Regions from separate parts of the Anas platyrhynchos genome. Here region 1 is linked to region 2. The links are chromatin contacts, called in public Hi-C maps. All regions are on one chromosome and are shown on one strand. Each heading gives the region's core, a stretch centred on a gene start, on an enhancer-like site or on the middle of the called end of the contact. The rest is flanking DNA. Distances are from core to core; before and after follow the strand shown.

The links. Hi-C and Micro-C count contacts between places; a contact is called where the count stands out from the background.
Region 1: a Hi-C map of small yellow follicle shows a contact between it and region 2, with 2.6 times the contacts expected there. The contact joins the enhancer-like site here to the promoter of QKI in region 2. A contact is called at or near these places in 2 of 8 Hi-C or Micro-C datasets (liver and small yellow follicle).

Annotation. Positions count from the first base shown.
Region 1 is chr3:49,200,087-49,205,071 of IASCAAS_PekinDuck_T2T, reverse strand. All of the region lies in intron 4 of PACRG (parkin coregulated), which reads left to right. The region is part of intron 2 of LOC106018737 (a long non-coding RNA gene); the gene reads right to left. Among named protein-coding and RNA genes, the nearest start is that of QKI, 110 kb to the right of the region's middle. Within about 2 kb of position 3,516, at least 3 of the 8 cell types and tissues checked have an H3K27ac peak or open chromatin away from gene starts, as enhancers often do. A contact at or near this core is called in small yellow follicle, where this site is marked.
Region 2 is chr3:49,093,754-49,098,212 of IASCAAS_PekinDuck_T2T, reverse strand. QKI (QKI, KH domain containing RNA binding) reads left to right here and starts at 2,660. Exons shown (of 26, transcript XM_072035867.1): 1 at 2,660-3,555. The coding sequence starts at 3,414.

The sequences.
Region 1 (4,985 bases), core at 2,267-4,766, 110 kb before region 2:
GAACAGAAATATTGGCCAATATATGTATTTTAATCTAAAATAGATTTACACAATTATCTTGTATTACTTTATTTAGCACTTGAACTAAGAGCCCCTGAAGATCAAACATGCTTTATTAATGTTGGAGTAAATAAATCTCTCTGATGAAAAATTGATGATAGGTTACAGATAAAACAGATTCAAATACTGTAGGCTAGATACAAAAGGTATACATTTAGTTAAACTCGTTTCTAGTAGTAAAAGAATTTCATTGCTTCAGTCTCTAGGTAAGTACTGTCCATATCCAGACAGCTATTGGATAGGAGTTTGGTTCTACTCTTAAGCCTATAACAGCACAGAAAAGATTGTTTACAGTAATACAAATCATATACAATAGGAATAGCAAACGTAAATATACTTAATCAGAACCATTTATGTCTTCTTTTTTTTTCTTCCCATACTGCTGATTAGTCTTAGGAAGAGAAATTAATCTTCAGCCTTACAGAGTCAGTCCTGTATTCTTTACTAACATCTGTGTTTCTCCCACATTAATGTTTTTTAGATTGAAGGAAGCATTTGCACTTCTGAGTCACCAGTCAGTGGTGACAGTTTGCTCATGCCTCAGGATACTGAGTCCAATGGTTTCATACATATTAGTCATCTCATTTGCAAGATTCTGAACATGTCCTCTTCAGGCTTACCTTAGTGCAGAGATTTTTAGCAGATACCAGTTTGGTAGATTTTCAGAAACCATATAGCAAAAGTATAAATGGGATTCTATGGAAAACTGTACTTGACAGCGTAACAAAATTAATAAAAAATATCATTTTCTGTTGCAGTTTTTTGGGCAAGTCTGTTCCTTTTATTCCCTCAGAAAATCAGCTTGTCCCATTTGAGTTTAAATCATATAATGCTCAGTAACTTTACCTTTAAATATTCAATACAAACTCCTGACTATTGAGCCTAGCAGGGAGTTTGCTGTTTACTTCGTTGAAACTCAGTTTTCTCTCTACAAGTCTCTTTGCCAAATCTTGTATGTGAGGCATACGGTTGACATTTGCTATTGTTAGGATCTGGCCTTCTGCAATTATTTTATTGTCTTTAGTTATTTATTTTTTGTTATTGAAAGAAGAATGTTTGGGGAAAAAAACTCCACATTTTCACGTGAACAAAATGTGGGTAGAGAATGGATTTACTGCCTTCTATAAAGAATTTTCTAACACTTGTTAACATGACAGGCAACTGAAGAGTATATGTATGTGAAAATTATGACATTATAGAGGACAATAAATATTTTTGGAGCTTAAATTTGCTTACCTATTGCAGAGCTATGTTCTGTGTTAAAAAATGTTGCAAACACAAGACTTGGACAACAGTATTCTACTACTATCAAGAAACTACTTTGAAAAGCTATTAGAGAAACTGAGATGTTTTGATTTGGCTCCCAGAGCTGGAAAACCAGTTCTACCTGCTGAATTACAGGTTTAAAACTCCGTGTTAGCTGATATACCTTCAGGGCTCCCTGGTCACTCAAGAAAATTATCAAAATCTTGCACTGAAAGGAATGGTGCGCTATCAAATAAAAACATCATTCCATCAGCTCAGTATGTCACAACACATTCTCTTAATTTCCATTCCACACACACAATGCAGATGAATTTATCAGAATACAAGTGTAGGTGATCACATGCTGTTCATTATTGATTTAAGGATGATATGTTTCAAGTGTATATGCTTAAATCAGTACAAAATAGAAGATGATGTCTTCATTTAAATTAAAATGTAACAAATATGGTGTACTCTTACAATCCTTTAATACTATGAGAGCTTAATTCTCTCCAACATTACCTTGGCTGTATTAGAACATATTGAATAAAATGAGACTTTACGAGAAATTTCACTATGAAAAGTTTGCTATAACAGTGTTTTATTACATTTTTATTGAACTTCAGCCACTAGAGAGTAGGATCATCTCTCCATCCTTTGAATTCTACTGCAAACATTAGGCAAAAGGAAGAATCAATGACCAAATTTACATTCTAGTTTATTTTATGATTGCTACAACTACAGAAGATGCGTTAATATGTGGCTGAGGCAGCTTCTATCAATTTCTAAACGCAAGCATTAAAAAAAACAGAGCATCCTGAGCTATGGTCTGTTCACCAACTTAGCTATCAATAACTTTTAACAAAAAAGTCATTCTTATATTAGCATGTATAAGTTCAAGTAAGAAATCCAAATTTACAGAAGAACGCTTGTTGTGATATATATACAGGTGTGTATATGTATCACTCTATGCATCTCCTAGCATACGACACCTTTAAGAACTGGGGACCAGACTAAGGGCAAGTGAGCAAGAGAAGTAGCAAAGGGGACTGGAACATGTGAACCTAGTGGGAATAAAGGTATAGCATGGGCTTTGGCTGCAAATGCAGGATGTGTAAATCTGTAAGTCTTCTCACATGTTTTAAAGTGAGGAGAAAAATACAGATAAAAAGTGTAGAAATACCTTACACCATTAATTAAACACACAGCCTATCCTAGAGATTTTAAGTGAATGCTTACATATATTGAAAGTAACGCATTTATTTTTAAGAGTTTAAAACTAGAGAAACCCAAAGAAACATGATGTCACTGTTATATTATTCAGACATTTAATAACACATCTAATTATGAATCTTTCATCTGAATTGCAGAAAACATTCACAAATATTCAGTCCAATAATAATTGACTGAGTTTGGACAGAATACATATAACAAAAAATCAAAATCAACAGAATTAATTTTAAGCACATCTACAATACAGCTGTAACTATGAATTTACAACTAGCATATCCACAGTAATGCTAATTACTATGTATAATATCTAATTCCATGGGGATATTATTTTGACAAATATGAAATGAAATAAACAGGAAAGTGAAACTGTCCCAATTAATTTAAAACTGCTAAGCTGGTGTTAAATATCCACAGCATTTCCATTGTGAACAGGCTATTTAATGAGGCATATTAACATATTACATATGGATCTTTCAATTAATTTGTTTTAGCAATATACGGCATTTAGGTTAAAAGCACAGTATGTGGAATAAATCAGACATATACTAGAAGTATTAAGGACTGGTCACTGTTATATGTCAAAATGCAGATATGTGTGGCAAGATACAAACAGAAGGATCTCTCAGGGAATCAATTCCTGGCTAGATTTTAGTCAATGTTTAGACTGATGATACAAGTAGTGTTATAAAACCTTTGGTGATCACATTGTCTGGTAATGTTAGTCAAAATTACCCTAATCAACAGATCATAGGGAAATACATTTGTTTTAAGGTAGCTAGGTGCAAAATAGTAAACCCAGAAACCAAGTATACACTTTGTACTTACTACATAACAGAGATTGTCTTTGAAAACAGTGACTTGTAAAGAACACAAGGTCATTGAAGATAACTGCCTGAACAGGAATTCGTAGTACAGTGTTACGGTTAAATGAGATAATACAATGTTTACAAGAAGACTATCAAGTAGAAATAGATGATGTCTGTGCACATACCACTATAAAGTGTTGTGACTGTGCTGTGCTCAAATCTGATATTCACACTTCAAGAAGAATGTGAAGTATTGGAAAGATTTTGGAGTGTTCTAGGATGAGAAAAGATGCTCTCAAACTTGAAGCTTAGAGGCTTCAGTTCAGTCATTTGTATACTATGCAAGTTGTTGAATGAAAACTTAATCATCTGACAAAGATAGCTACTCATGACCAAAACTTTAAAATATATATATAGCAACTCTTAATAGATCTTAATTTTGCCAACAGAAAAATACTACTGTTTCCAAAGATAAAAGGTGTTAGCTTAAAGCTTTGCATTAAGCTCTGGTTGCAAGTGTAATTGTTATGTCCTTGAACAATTTACGTATCATGTTAAAAACTTCACTATAGTCTTTAAGGTAGGACTAGATAGATCCAGTAGACTTTTTAAGCCAGTTCTTAGGGGGAAGAATTAACTTATAGCCTTATATTCTATGCTTATATCCATATTAGCAGATAAAGTATCCAGATCTGGTTGTCTAGTGGCTCAGGATTTGTGCCTGGATGCATGCTAACAATTAAACAGTATGGGCAGTACTCGAGCAGTGTTTGGCCTATGCTTCAGCCCTGGTTGTAAATTAGAACAGCTGTAGACTGATTTTTGGTTGGTTGGTTTTGTTGTTTGTTTGATGTGGGAGAGATGCACCAAACAGCCAGAAAACATCTTGATCAATAGCTCTCAGTTTTGTTGAATTGCACAACAAAATTTGTAATTGTGCATATGAGGTGAAATAAAAGATCACTTTGCTAACAGTTGAATAGTCCTAGACCCCAAAACCTTAAAAAGCAACAAACTTTATAAACTAATAAGTCTTTGTAAGTTCTATAGTTACTAAGCAATATAAAGTAGATAATCTTTCTACTATGCCACAAATTTGGAAATAGGTTTTGAGATTTCAGAAGAGTTACTGATATTTTAATTCAGTATTTCAAAAGACTCTTCTGTTACTAACTATGCAATCAGGAGAAGATCATACAGGCAAGTTTGGTAGAAATGATGACAGTGAGTTGCTGAATATGATAAGATTCATAGATTTCAAAGCCAAAGAGATAAGCAAACCATCAGCTGTCTTGTAGGCTAACTTGTGTTTGAATAAAATGCATTTCTTATTGAAAATGAGAAAGCTCAAATGTTGGCTGAATTTTTGCTTCAACAAAGGCATCCATGCCATATTTGAAGCCTGCTTGGCTGTAGAGATCAGATATTCTTACTGTTGAAATTGCATGAGTTTGCAATTTGAATTTGGTGCTTAGCATCTTGTTCTAGTGACATCCCTCTTTGTAAGATCAAAGAGCTCTTTAGTAGATTATATTTCCTTCCCACAAAGATATTTATGCACTGTAATGCATACTTCTCAGTTTTCTTTCTAAACAGATAAAACATGTTGAACTCCTGAAGTTTCATATTGTATGGTGTTTT
Region 2 (4,459 bases), core at 1,411-3,910:
CTGTTGTAGGCGGTTTCAGAAGGCTGGTGACATCCAGGTGTACGCGCCTATGAGCAAGTCAACAGAAATGCTGGAAGCAATTGTGAATGCTTTAACTAAAAGAATGTTTCTCAGTAGCCATCAGCCTTCAGGTCTCCTTTTTCCCCAGCTGCTATCAGATATGAACATTATAGCAGTAATTGAATTTGCTTTTTATGATCAGCGCAAGGCCTTAACTGCCATGTACAGAGCCTGCTGCTGGCATTATCATATTTTTTCTTATTTCAAGATTAGATAAATGCAATAAAACTTCACATTTAAAAAAAACAAACAACCTGTTGGAGAATACTACAGTTTATGAGATACGAGAAGGGCTACCTAGATAAAGACACAGGAGTTAGAGATAAGGACTTCTGCTGGTGTTCAGACCAAAGTTAAGGTGTTAGGTAGTTACCTCAAGAACCATCTGTGGCCACAGGACCCATTTACCTTGAAATAAACAAACCAAAACAACAACAAAATCCCCTCCCCTGTTTTTTCCTCCATGGGAAAACTCCAAAGTTCAATGCAGTGCAAGGGAATTTCTACTTCCTGTTGCCAGTCTTGATGGGAGCTACACCTTCTCACAGCTCCTTAGCCAGAAACAATCCAACTTTCATCTCCTACGCGCTCTTAAGGCCCCCTTTCCTGGGACATGGAAGTGTGGGAAAGTGAAGGAAGAGAGAAGAGCACCAGGCATGCAGAGGAGTTTTTTAGGTAGGTTTTTTGTTGATTTTATGATGTATTTGATGAAGAAAGAAGTCTTTGTAATTTTTTTTATTTATTTAAAACTAACAGTGATTTATCTACATGTTGTCACAGCATTCAGCTTTTCCAGTGGCATCTTTCCAGTGCTTTAAGTTCAGACTTGAAGTATCCGTGGAAAAATGAAGGATGAGATTTTTTCCTAGGTAGTTTATGCTTAATTACACAGGCAGCCTCGACACGTCGTTTTACCTCAGTTTTTGTAATTTCCAGGCTAGGTAAACAATTCAGATTAACACACGGCAAAACAGAGCTCGAATCCTGCACTGCAACGCGTGAATGCAATATTGCCAGTGCTGCTGGTATCCAACATCCTATTCTCCAGTACATAAATGCAAAATAGCTTACCATAAGCTATACTGTTCTCATTAGCTGGTAGGTCAATTGGTAGTTACTGCACAGTGACTTGTGCTGGTATTTTCTTACCTTGTATCGTGTGCTTGCTTTATCTGCTTGTATCCAAGCAGTGGAAGCACTTTATGTGCAGGAGGCTATAATGAAGCGGTATGGGAACAGCTGCACCAAATCTGCTGGAAAAAGTCTCCATATGCTATTTTTACTGTGAGAATTGGCAGTCCAGAACAATTATTCTGACATTATCTAAGTTCATCTAATTTTAAGACGAAAGCCTGCTGTCTGACTGATGTCCTTAATCAAATTGAAGGACTCAGTAACATGTTTTCTCCGTGTTTAAGAGCTTTCAGTCACTGGTCAAAAATAAGCCGATAAAAGGCTACAAAAAAATGCAACAACTTCCAGACTGATTGATGACAAACAAAAAAAGATGACAGTTTGGGTAGGCATGGGAGGTGTGCTTTTGTGTATCACCATTTTAAAACAAGAAAATGAATTGAGGAAATATAATATTGTTATTAAATAGGAATGGCATTGCTTCATCGTCTGTAGCCATGCTGCAGCGTGCTTTGGGCATGCTATTGAGGGAATAACAATCTATGGTAAAAAAAAATAATATAAAAATGAACATGTTTGTAACATTGGTATGCTTTTTGATTTTTTTTTTTTTTCCGAGTAGTTTTAAAAAAAGGCGATGGATGCAGCAAACACGACTTATCTCACGTAAACCATTAAATTTTACTTACGGAAACCAAACCCTGAAATTAAACACGTTATCTCGTCCAAATAAAGAGTTTACGAGAGGGATCCAGCCGGCAGCGGGAGGAACGCAGCCATCCGAGGCACCGCAGCCGCTTCGTGCCCTCCGCACGCCCTGCCCTGACCAGCGGAGCTCGACGGCACCCGGCACAGCCTCGCACCCTGCCTGCCCGAGAGCCCCCAACGCCTCCGGGCACCGCCTCCCCATCTCATCCTATTCCCATCCCAGCGCCCCGAGGTCGGCTTCACCCCCACAGCCCGAGCAGCGGCCCAACGGCCGCACCGCCCGCGCGCGATGTCCGTTAAACGGCCGCCTCCCCCCCCCCCCCCGCGCGGTACCTGAACCCCGCGCCGCTCCCGCTGGCGCCGCGCGGCCGCTTTAAGGGTTACGGGGCGGCGGCGCATGCGCGGCGCACCCACTCCCCCCCACCACACACACACACAGCGCCGGGCGCACGCGCGCCTGCCGGGGGCTCTCCCCGCCCCTCTCCCCCCCTCCCCTCCCCTCCCCTCCCCTCCGGGCGCCGCGCACGTGACCCCGCGGAGCGCGCCCCGCCGCGCCGAGACTTTGTTTAGCGGAGGGGCGCGCGCGGCCCCGAGAGGGGGCGTGGCCGCGCGGGGGAGCCCAGCCCCCGCCCCGGCCGCCCAGCGGTTGGCTCCGCCAAGCGGCGCTGCCGCCGCCTAACGGCCGCCGCGGCCACGCCCCCCCTCCCCGCGGTGGCCCCGCCCACCCCCCGTGGCCCCGCCCCCTCCGCCCCGCTCCGCTCCGCTCCCCGCCCGCTGCCGCCGCTGCCAGCGCAGCCTGAACTGAAGCGAACTCGGGAGCGAACTGGGGAGAAGTGAGGAGGCGGCGGCGGGGCTGACGCGCACCAGCCACAGGCGGCGGCGGCGGCGGGGAGGAGGAGGACGACGACCAAGAGGACTCGCCCGGCGGCGGCGGCGGCAGCGGCGGAGAGACCCCGGCGGCTGCTCCCGGGAAGCGGCGGCCGCGGCAGCCCGCCCCGCTCGTCCCCTCCCTCCCTCCGCCCGCCCTCCCCCGCCGCGGAGCCGGGGGGCAGCGCCGAGGAGCGGAGCCGGGCGGAGCGGCAGCGGCAGCAGCAGCAGCGGGAGGAGGAGGAGGAGGAGGAGGAGGCGGAGGGGGGGACGCAGCCCGGGCCGCGCCGGCCGAGGGCGCAGGGAGCGGCGGCGGCAGCAGCGGCAGGAGGCGGCGGCGGCGGGGCCCCGCGGCCGGGGCTGCCCTGCCCGCGAGTTTCCTCTTTTTCTCTCGGCTCTCCCCTCGCGGCGGCGGCTGAGCCTCGGCCCCCGGCGCCGAGCCGTCCTCCTCCTCCTCCTCCTCCTCCTTCCTCGCGGGAGCTCCCCTGCCCGCCCCCTCCCCTCCCCTCCCCTCCCTCCCCTCCCCCGCGCTCCCTGCCGGCCCGCCCGCTCCCCGCCGGGCGCCCCGTGCCGGTGCCGCCGCCGCCGCTGCCGCCGCCTCGCTCGGCGGAGCTGCTGCGGGCGCCCGCCCTGCGCCGTGGAATATGGTTGGGGAAATGGAAACCAAGGAGAAGCCCAAGCCGAGCCCCGATTACCTGATGCAGCTGATGAACGACAAGAAGCTGATGAGCAGCCTGCCCAACTTCTGCGGGATCTTCAACCACCTCGAGCGGCTGCTGGACGAAGGTAAAGCCCGGCCCCCGCCGCCCCGCGCCCCCCGCCGCCGCCCCGCTCGCTGCCAGCCCCACACAAAGGGGAAGTGCGGCGCTGCCCGCCCGCGGCGCTCCCCGCGGCTGTGCCTCGACAAAAACACCCTTCATTTATGAGTATTATTTTTTTGAATTTCTATTTTTTTAATATTTTTTTTCTCCGGCCTCCCGCCCGGGGAAGGGTGCCCGCCGCGTGGAGGGGAGGGAGCGAGGAGAGGCGCTGAGGAATGCACGGGGGGGGGAGGAGGAGGAGGAGGAGGAGGAGGAGGAAGGCTCCCAGGCCCCCTTCCCTTCCCCCCCCTCCCCACCCCGTCCCGTCCCCAGCGCCACCCCACCCCGGGCGGCCGAGCAGTAGTTGTAGCTGGATCCCCTCCCCGGGTACGGGAACTTCCCCCGCCGGGGCTGCTCCGTGGGACGGCCGCTGCCTCTCGGGGCCCCCCCGGCCCGGCCAGGCCCCTGCGCTGTGGGGCCGGGGGGTGGGGGCTGTGCGGGCTCGCCCCGTGTCCCGCAGGGCCTCCCTCCCTCCCTCCCGACCTGCCGTGGCGAAATAGGGCTCTGCCTTGGGGCGCACTCAGCCCAAGTTTGCCTCTTTCTTTTTTGTTAAAAGCCTTCCCCTTTCTGCCCACCTTAAACGTGAGGCTTTCTGGAGAGTTAGGCGTGTTTAACCACCTCTGGTAGGCTTGCAAAAATACACCAAAGCCAGAAAGTGTTTGTGCAGCCCCAACTCCTCCAGGTCCTCAGCGAAAGGCTGAACCCGAGATCCCGAGTCAGGGCTCCCGTCCGCAGACATATTCCTCCTCCTCCTCCTCCTCGGTAAAAAGAAGTTTGGGAAGTTGTTGACCTCGGAAGATGGAAGAGCTGGTTATATTTGGTAGAGCGAC